Regions from separate parts of the Pan troglodytes genome. Here region 1 is linked to region 2. Evidence: chromatin contacts called from public HiChIP or PLAC-seq data. All regions are on one chromosome and are shown on one strand. The core of a region is the stretch at or near the end of the contact, and the rest is flanking DNA. Distances in the headings are between cores, read along the strand shown.

Region 1 (3,240 bases), core at 282-2,781, 170 kb before region 2:
AACGCAAACCCGGGCTGCGGCTCCGCACCCACAGGCTCGCCCCGGCCCCAGCCCCTGCCGCCCTCCACCTCCAGCTCCTCGCGGGCCCCGAGCCAGGCGCGAAGCTCCGGCCCCGCGACCCCCAGCCCGCCTCCTGCCCCAGCTCCCGTCCAAGGTCGCTCCTGGCGACGGGTGACCGCTGCAGACCAACGCCCAGAACTCGACAGCCACCCATCCTTTACTCATTTTTTTGAAATATTTCTTTCTCTGCACCCCCATCCAGCCCCGAACCCTCCAGAACCAGGAGAGTTCCCCGCAGGGACCTCGCGCAGGAACGCCCGGGACCGCCCACCGAAGTCCCAGGCTCCCCAGGCAGCAAGGCAGGAGAACACCGCCCCCCGCCCGGAAGCACTCGCCCCTCCCTGGCCAAGAAGGATAAGGGAGGGGGAGGGCGGAGAGAAAGGAGGGGGAGGGGACAGAGAGGAGGGGGAGGGAAAGGAAGAATGGGGGAAGGGGGGAGAGGGGAAGGATAGGAAGATGAGGAGATAAGGGAAGGGAGAGAGTTGAAAGGGGGAAGACGAGGGGGGAAGGAAAGGAGGGGGAAGGGGTAAAGAGAAGACAGGGCAGAAGGAGAGAGGAAGAGGAAGGACAGGGAAAGGCAACGGGGGAAGGGAAGAGGGCAGGAAAAGGGCCCCTCCGCCGGCCGGCCTCAGGAGCGGCAGAAGGCCCCGAGCCCGCCGCGCGGTGGGCTGCCGGGCGCACCTTGCGCTTGCGGGCCTCAGCCGTGCCGCTCCACACGAAGCACTGGTAGATGGCCCGCAGGTTCTGCTTCCAGTTGTCCACCTTGAAGCTGCCCAGGTGCGAGCAGCCCGGCGGCGCTACCGCCAGCTCGGCGTCCATGGCCTCGCCCTCGGGCTCTGGCCGGGACACCATGGGGGGCAAGGCCCGGCCGCGCGCGGGGGGCGGCGGCGAGGGAGGCGAGGACGACGCCAGCGCGGCGTGGGGGCTGCTCGGCCGCTGGCCAGGCCGGCCAAGACACGGGCGCCGAGAACAAAGCGCAGAGGCCGGACAAAGATGGGGCTGCGCGATCGCCGAGGGGAGGCTGCAGGGCAGGCGCCGCCCCCGAGCTGCGGCTGCTGCGGACCGCCTGCGCTGCGCTCGCGCGGTTCGCGGAGGGCGTCGCGGGGCGGGGCGGGGCGCCGCGGCCGCGGACGGAGATTACGTCACCCCCCCACCCCCCGGCCGGCACCGCACTGCGCAGTCTCCAGCCCGCGCCAGGCCCTTCCCCCACTCTCGCGCGCCCGTAGGCTCTGGGTAGACCCGCGCCCGAGGAAGCGTGGTAGGGGGGGAAGCTAACGAGGGCCCGCCCCTCCCCTTCCTTTATTGGTCGCTGGCCACCCCCCGGCACCTTCGGCTATTGTCATAGGCTCTCAGTACAGTCCGTCTGGTACAGAGCCGCCTCCCGGGACCCTGGCGGCTAGACGTTCCCTGTCTCTTCCAGAGGACTGGGGAGGCGGGGGCGTGCTGCGGTTGGGCGTCGCGAGACGTCCGTCCTAGCACTGAACCGGTTTGCGCCGGCCTGAGCTCTGCCGCAAAGAGGCGGGGCGATGAGCTGGAGCGCCGCAGGTCGGACCTCCATCCAGCGCCTGCGCTTTCCCACCCAAAAGCACCCCCTAATCGGGAGCTGTTTGCAGGGCCCCCGGTTGCCGTAACCTGGCTCGGGCCCTGCAGTGCCGTGGCCCGGGGCTGGAACTGCCTGCCAACTGCCTGGTAGGCGCTGCCCCCGGCCGCAAGCTGGGCGCCTCCTGTCGGGAGCCCGCGGATAGTGAGGGCCAACCCGGCCCCATCCAGTTTAAAGAGGCATCTGCGCGCCACACGCCTGACACTTCACATTTGCTAGTGGCTACATTTTTCTAATGAAAAAAGAAAGTTACAGTAATATATCTTAACCCAATAGAGTCAAATTATTTCAGCATGTAGGCAGTATTGCAAAATCGTTAGTGGAATGTTTTACAGTTTTTGCAGCAAGTCTTGGAAATCTGGTATTTACACTTAAAGCACATCCAATTCCTACTAGCTGCTACCGCAGTGGGCGGCACAGGTCTAATCGGTATACAAATAACTGACCCAAGGCAAACTGAGAAGACATTTAAAGACGAATGCAAACGAAGTTCTGGGGGAGCCAGGGAGCCAAGGGTCTGGGGGAACTTGGATAAGGTGTCAGGTGTGGAGCTGCTCCCCTGTACTCATCCCGCTGCTAACTGCTTTGCTCATTCATTCATCCACAGATTGCAGGAAACAGCAATTGCCGTCCAGAACCATCACAAGTTAAAAAATAAAGATTGTGATCTCACAACACTTAAAGCTACAGGGTTTAATGGACTGACGACTGGGATAAAGCTTTTGTGGCCAAGACAAATTGCCGAGCACAGGTTTTTGCCTCATGGCCTTCGTGCTTGCAGTACCCTCTCCCTAAAATGCTTTCCCTACCCCCTCACCCTCTGCATCCTTATATTCCATGTCTGATGCTCGCTCGCCTCCTTCCAGCTTTATCACACACCTCCTTTTCCGTGAAAAGGAAAATTGCCACCCTAATGAAAATTGCAAGCCCCCCAAAATTCTCCATTCCCTTACCCTGCTTTGTTTTTCTCCAAAGAATTTATCACTATCTGGCGTAATGAATATTTACTTATTTTTTTATTGTCTCTTCCCTTAATAGCAGGAAAAATTACGAGAGGGTAATTTATTTTTTTATTTTTTATTTTTGAGACAGAGTCTCGCTCTGTTGCCCAAGGCTGGAGTACAGTGGTGCAATTTCGGCTCACTGAAACCTCCGCCTCCCAGATTCAAGCGATTCTCCTGCCTCAGCCTCCCCAGTAGCTGATATTACAGGCGCCTGCCACCACGCCGCTAATTTTTGTATTTTTAGTAGAGAGGGGCTTTCACCATGTTGATCTGGAACTTTTACTAGAAATGGGGTTTCCTCAGGCTGGTTTTGAACTTCTGACAGCAAGTGGTCCACCAGCCTCGGCCTCCCAAAGTGCTGGGCTTATAGGCGTGAGCCACTGTGCCTGGCCTCCAAGAGGGTAATGATATTGTGTGTTTTATGTACTACTACAGCCGCAAGTTCCCAGAACTGTATTGGCTACATGCAGGTACTCGGAATTACCTGGTGAAGCCCTATAGTAGTCCCAGCTACTCCAGAGGCTACGGCAAGAGGATCGCAGAGCCCAGGAGGTCAAGGCTGCAGTGAGCTGTGAT
Region 2 (3,228 bases), core at 488-2,987:
CAATCTAAGAAATACCAGGCGGGAGTTAGAAAAACAAAAGTGTGTTTACCACTGCTTTTCCAAGGAAGAGGAAATGCAGAATGGGCAACGTTGGATAACTGGGCTAAAGAATAAAGTGCAAGCAAGCTAAAGGATTCTATCACAACTGCCAAACAGGAAGAATCTTCCCAGCTGGGAAAGCCATCTGTAAGCAATAGCAATGAACACGGGATGGAATCAGTCACAGAAAAGGAATAATAAAGAGTAGTTGAGAGGAAGATAACTTTTCTGTTAGACAATCCTCACCAAAAAGACGGGGAGGGGGAGAACCAGCAAAACCAAAACTTTCCTTTTTTGCTGACCGCTGCTATAACAATCAAGCTTTAGCGGACAGTTAATCCACGTGGCTCCACCAATACATCCTCTCCCAAATTTCTAGTGGCTGAACAGCTTCTAGTGGTTTCCACTAGCTGAAACTGCTTCCCAGATGCAAAAACTGCAACTTGAACATGAAACACGGAAACTACTCCAATCTCATCTTCTAGAAATCAGTTATTCAAATGGAGGTCCCTGTTGGAAGAAACACGCTCCTAGCTCCCTGCCCACACACCATTCATTAGGAAAGGTCACTTTAAAGGACTTCTACGGCAGGAGCGCTTGCACAGAACCATCCAAAAGTCTTCAGAATCTTCCCTCGAGGAAGTGGCCGGCTCTGGGCCCGGAAGAGACACATCTGGCGGGAGCTAAAGCTCCCTGGTAAACGTGCAGATCAAACTACCCCTGCCGCGGCCGGCCTGCTCTGTGAAGGCTTCCCCTTCTTTCTCTCTCCGGGGGCCCTGCCTTCCTCTACACGTCTGGGGCCGCGGCCGAGAAGGCCACGCGCGTGGCCAGGCGGGAAGGGTGCTTCAGCAGCCGATCGGCCCGCGGGCAGCTAGGCGGGTCCCTGAGGCCTGCGCTGGGCGCCAGTTCCTTTCAGCACGGCCCGGCCTCGGGCCCCGCCCCGCATGGCCGCTGCCTACCTTACTCAGTCCGGCTAACGCCCCTTCCCCTAAGCTCTCCGCCGAGGCCTTCGACCTCGCTCCCACCCGGATCCCGGATCCTCCGGAACTGGAACCCAGTATGCCTGGCGAGGGTAGGGGGAGCGCGGGGAAACCAGGGAAGGAAGGCTGCTGCAGCCCTCGGAGGCCGCGCTGGGCTCTCCGGCCGCTGAGCCGCCTGCACTGGGGGCAACAAGCCCTTGGATCTCACCTCTCTCGGGCGCTGCCGCCACTGCTGCCCGGGCCAAGACGCCTCCTTCCCCAAGCGGCCATCTTGGAGACACTCTGCTTGCCAACGTCTCGCGCCAAGGCGGCATGGGGAGAGCAGGCGGGCCGACGGGAAGTGTAGTCCGGACTGCGGTCCGGGGCCGCTCGGCAGGCGGAAGCCAGACCCGGCGGAACTACCGTGCCCACAAGGCAGCGCGCCGGAAGCCCCGCCCCCGAGGTCGCCGCGGCCCGTAGTCCTTCTGCGAGGGCGCGAGGACCCCAGGAGCAGTCCTGGTTCGGGCATTTTTGAAGAAACTGAGTTCCCGGCGTTCGCAGCCTGGGAGTCACAGGCGCCCACCCACCGGTAGGTCCTTGGGTTTCGAGAGCCAGTAGCTGAAGGAGAGAGGAGAGGCAAGTGCCTACAACTCCCAGAGCACCGCGCGGAGGCGCCCGGCCGCGCTGTCCTGGCCGCCAGGCCGCCTCTCCCGCTGGGGGCCGCCGCGCTGTCTGCGGGCCACTAGCGCCCGGCCCCTCCGCGTCGCCCCGCCTGCCCTTCACAGCCTTGGCCCATAAGGTCACCGAGGGGCGGGAGGCGCCGCCCGGGCCCTCCTTGGAGGCAGGCGCTGCTCCCGCACCATCCTCCCCCAGTTCTCTTAGACTCCGGGGTACTTTGGAGGCCGAGACAGACACGCTGTCCCTGCTGCCACGGAGGTCCCTGCTTGCAGGTGCAGGCTGTTAGAGGAGAGGGTCTGAAAACAAGAAAGGGGACTAGCTGTATGATAACTGCTTGAAGGAGAGAGGGCCCAGCGACAGCTTTGTTTTAGACAGGGCCTCCAGGCCTCTTAGACTCAGTCCCTGCCACGCACCCACTCCTGCTCTGGCCGCTGCGACGGCATAATCTCGGGATCTTTGAAGGCAGATGCGGGGCTAAACCATCCCACCTGACGGGAACCCTGCCACAGGACCCGACATATCCCTGTCTGGACACTGCTGTAACGAGTCAAAGTCAGGAAGGACTAACTGGAGCCCAGAGATTCCCAGGTGCTGCTGCCTCAGACCTGTGGACTCTTTGGAGGATCTCTTACAGTTTGTGAACTTCTCAGTTCCTCTACTGCTCCCACAGACAACGTTGCTAAACATATTAATTGGTCCCATAAATACTTGAGCAAAACAAATGCGAAAATCTGTCCCGAATTCAGCCTAGAAGAAGCCCAGCCCTGCGCGTCACACTTCTGTGTCGTGGAACCCCCCTCCCCACCCCGCCGCAGGCCACAGCAGGAGGGCCAGCAGACGGAAAGGCGACCCTCTCATTGTTGAGGATTCCTTTCGATTTCCTTCCAGCTGACATTCTACCACAGTTTTAGCTGCTTGCAATCCTCTCACCGTCCCTCATCACCTACAGTGTGTGATTCAAACTCCTTAGCACAATCAAGAAGCCCCTCCTTAGTTTGGAAGTTGCCTAGCTCTCCAAATTCAACTGCCTACCTTTCCCGTCTGGAACTTGCCAGGCTAGTAAATTCAGAGGGTTTGCAGATACGCAGATGTTCTATGCTTTACCTAAAATGCTTTTACCTCCCAGCCAACTTTTTTTTTTTTTTTGAGACAGAGTCTTGCTCTGTCGCCCAGGCTTGAGTGCAGTGGCGCGATCTCGGCTCACTGCAACCTCCGCCTCCCATGTTCAAGCAATTCTCCTACCTCAGCCTCCTGAGTACCTGGGATTACAGGTGGTGCCACCACACCCAGCTAATTTTTGTATTTTTCGTAGAGACGGGGTTTCACCATGTTGGTCAGGCTGGTGTCGTGTCGAACTCCTGACCTCATGATCCATCCCCCTCGGCCTCCCAAAGTGCTGGGATTTACAGGCGTGAGCCACGGTGCCCAGCTCTCCCAGCCAACTTTTGTCCTTCAAGACCTTATACCTGTCTGGTCTCTAAAAAGTACCTGGCCTTCCTGTTGAGTCATACAGCCCTGCCTCCAAGTGTCAGCGTAGTTCATGCTGGAGACC

Evidence for each region. HiChIP or PLAC-seq counts read pairs in DNA pulled down with a chosen protein or histone mark.
Region 1: an H3K4me3 HiChIP or PLAC-seq map of stem cell-derived excitatory neurons shows a contact between it and region 2, with 2.2 times the contacts expected there. The contact joins the promoter of USP22 here to the promoter of TMEM11 in region 2. A contact is called at or near these places in 2 of 7 Hi-C or Micro-C datasets (induced pluripotent stem cells and stem cell-derived neural progenitor cells) and 1 of 1 datasets of contacts at active chromatin or transcription factors (stem cell-derived excitatory neurons).

Annotation. Positions count from the first base shown.
Region 1 is chr19:47,936,530-47,939,769 of NHGRI_mPanTro3-v2.0_pri, reverse strand. It overlaps USP22 (ubiquitin specific peptidase 22), which reads right to left and starts at 1,531. Exons shown (of 13, transcript XM_063798860.1): 1 at 1,388-1,531.
Region 2 is chr19:47,764,031-47,767,258 of NHGRI_mPanTro3-v2.0_pri, reverse strand. TMEM11 (transmembrane protein 11) reads right to left here and starts at 1,737. Exons shown (of 2, transcript XM_003315570.7): 1 at 1,228-1,737. The coding sequence starts at 1,289.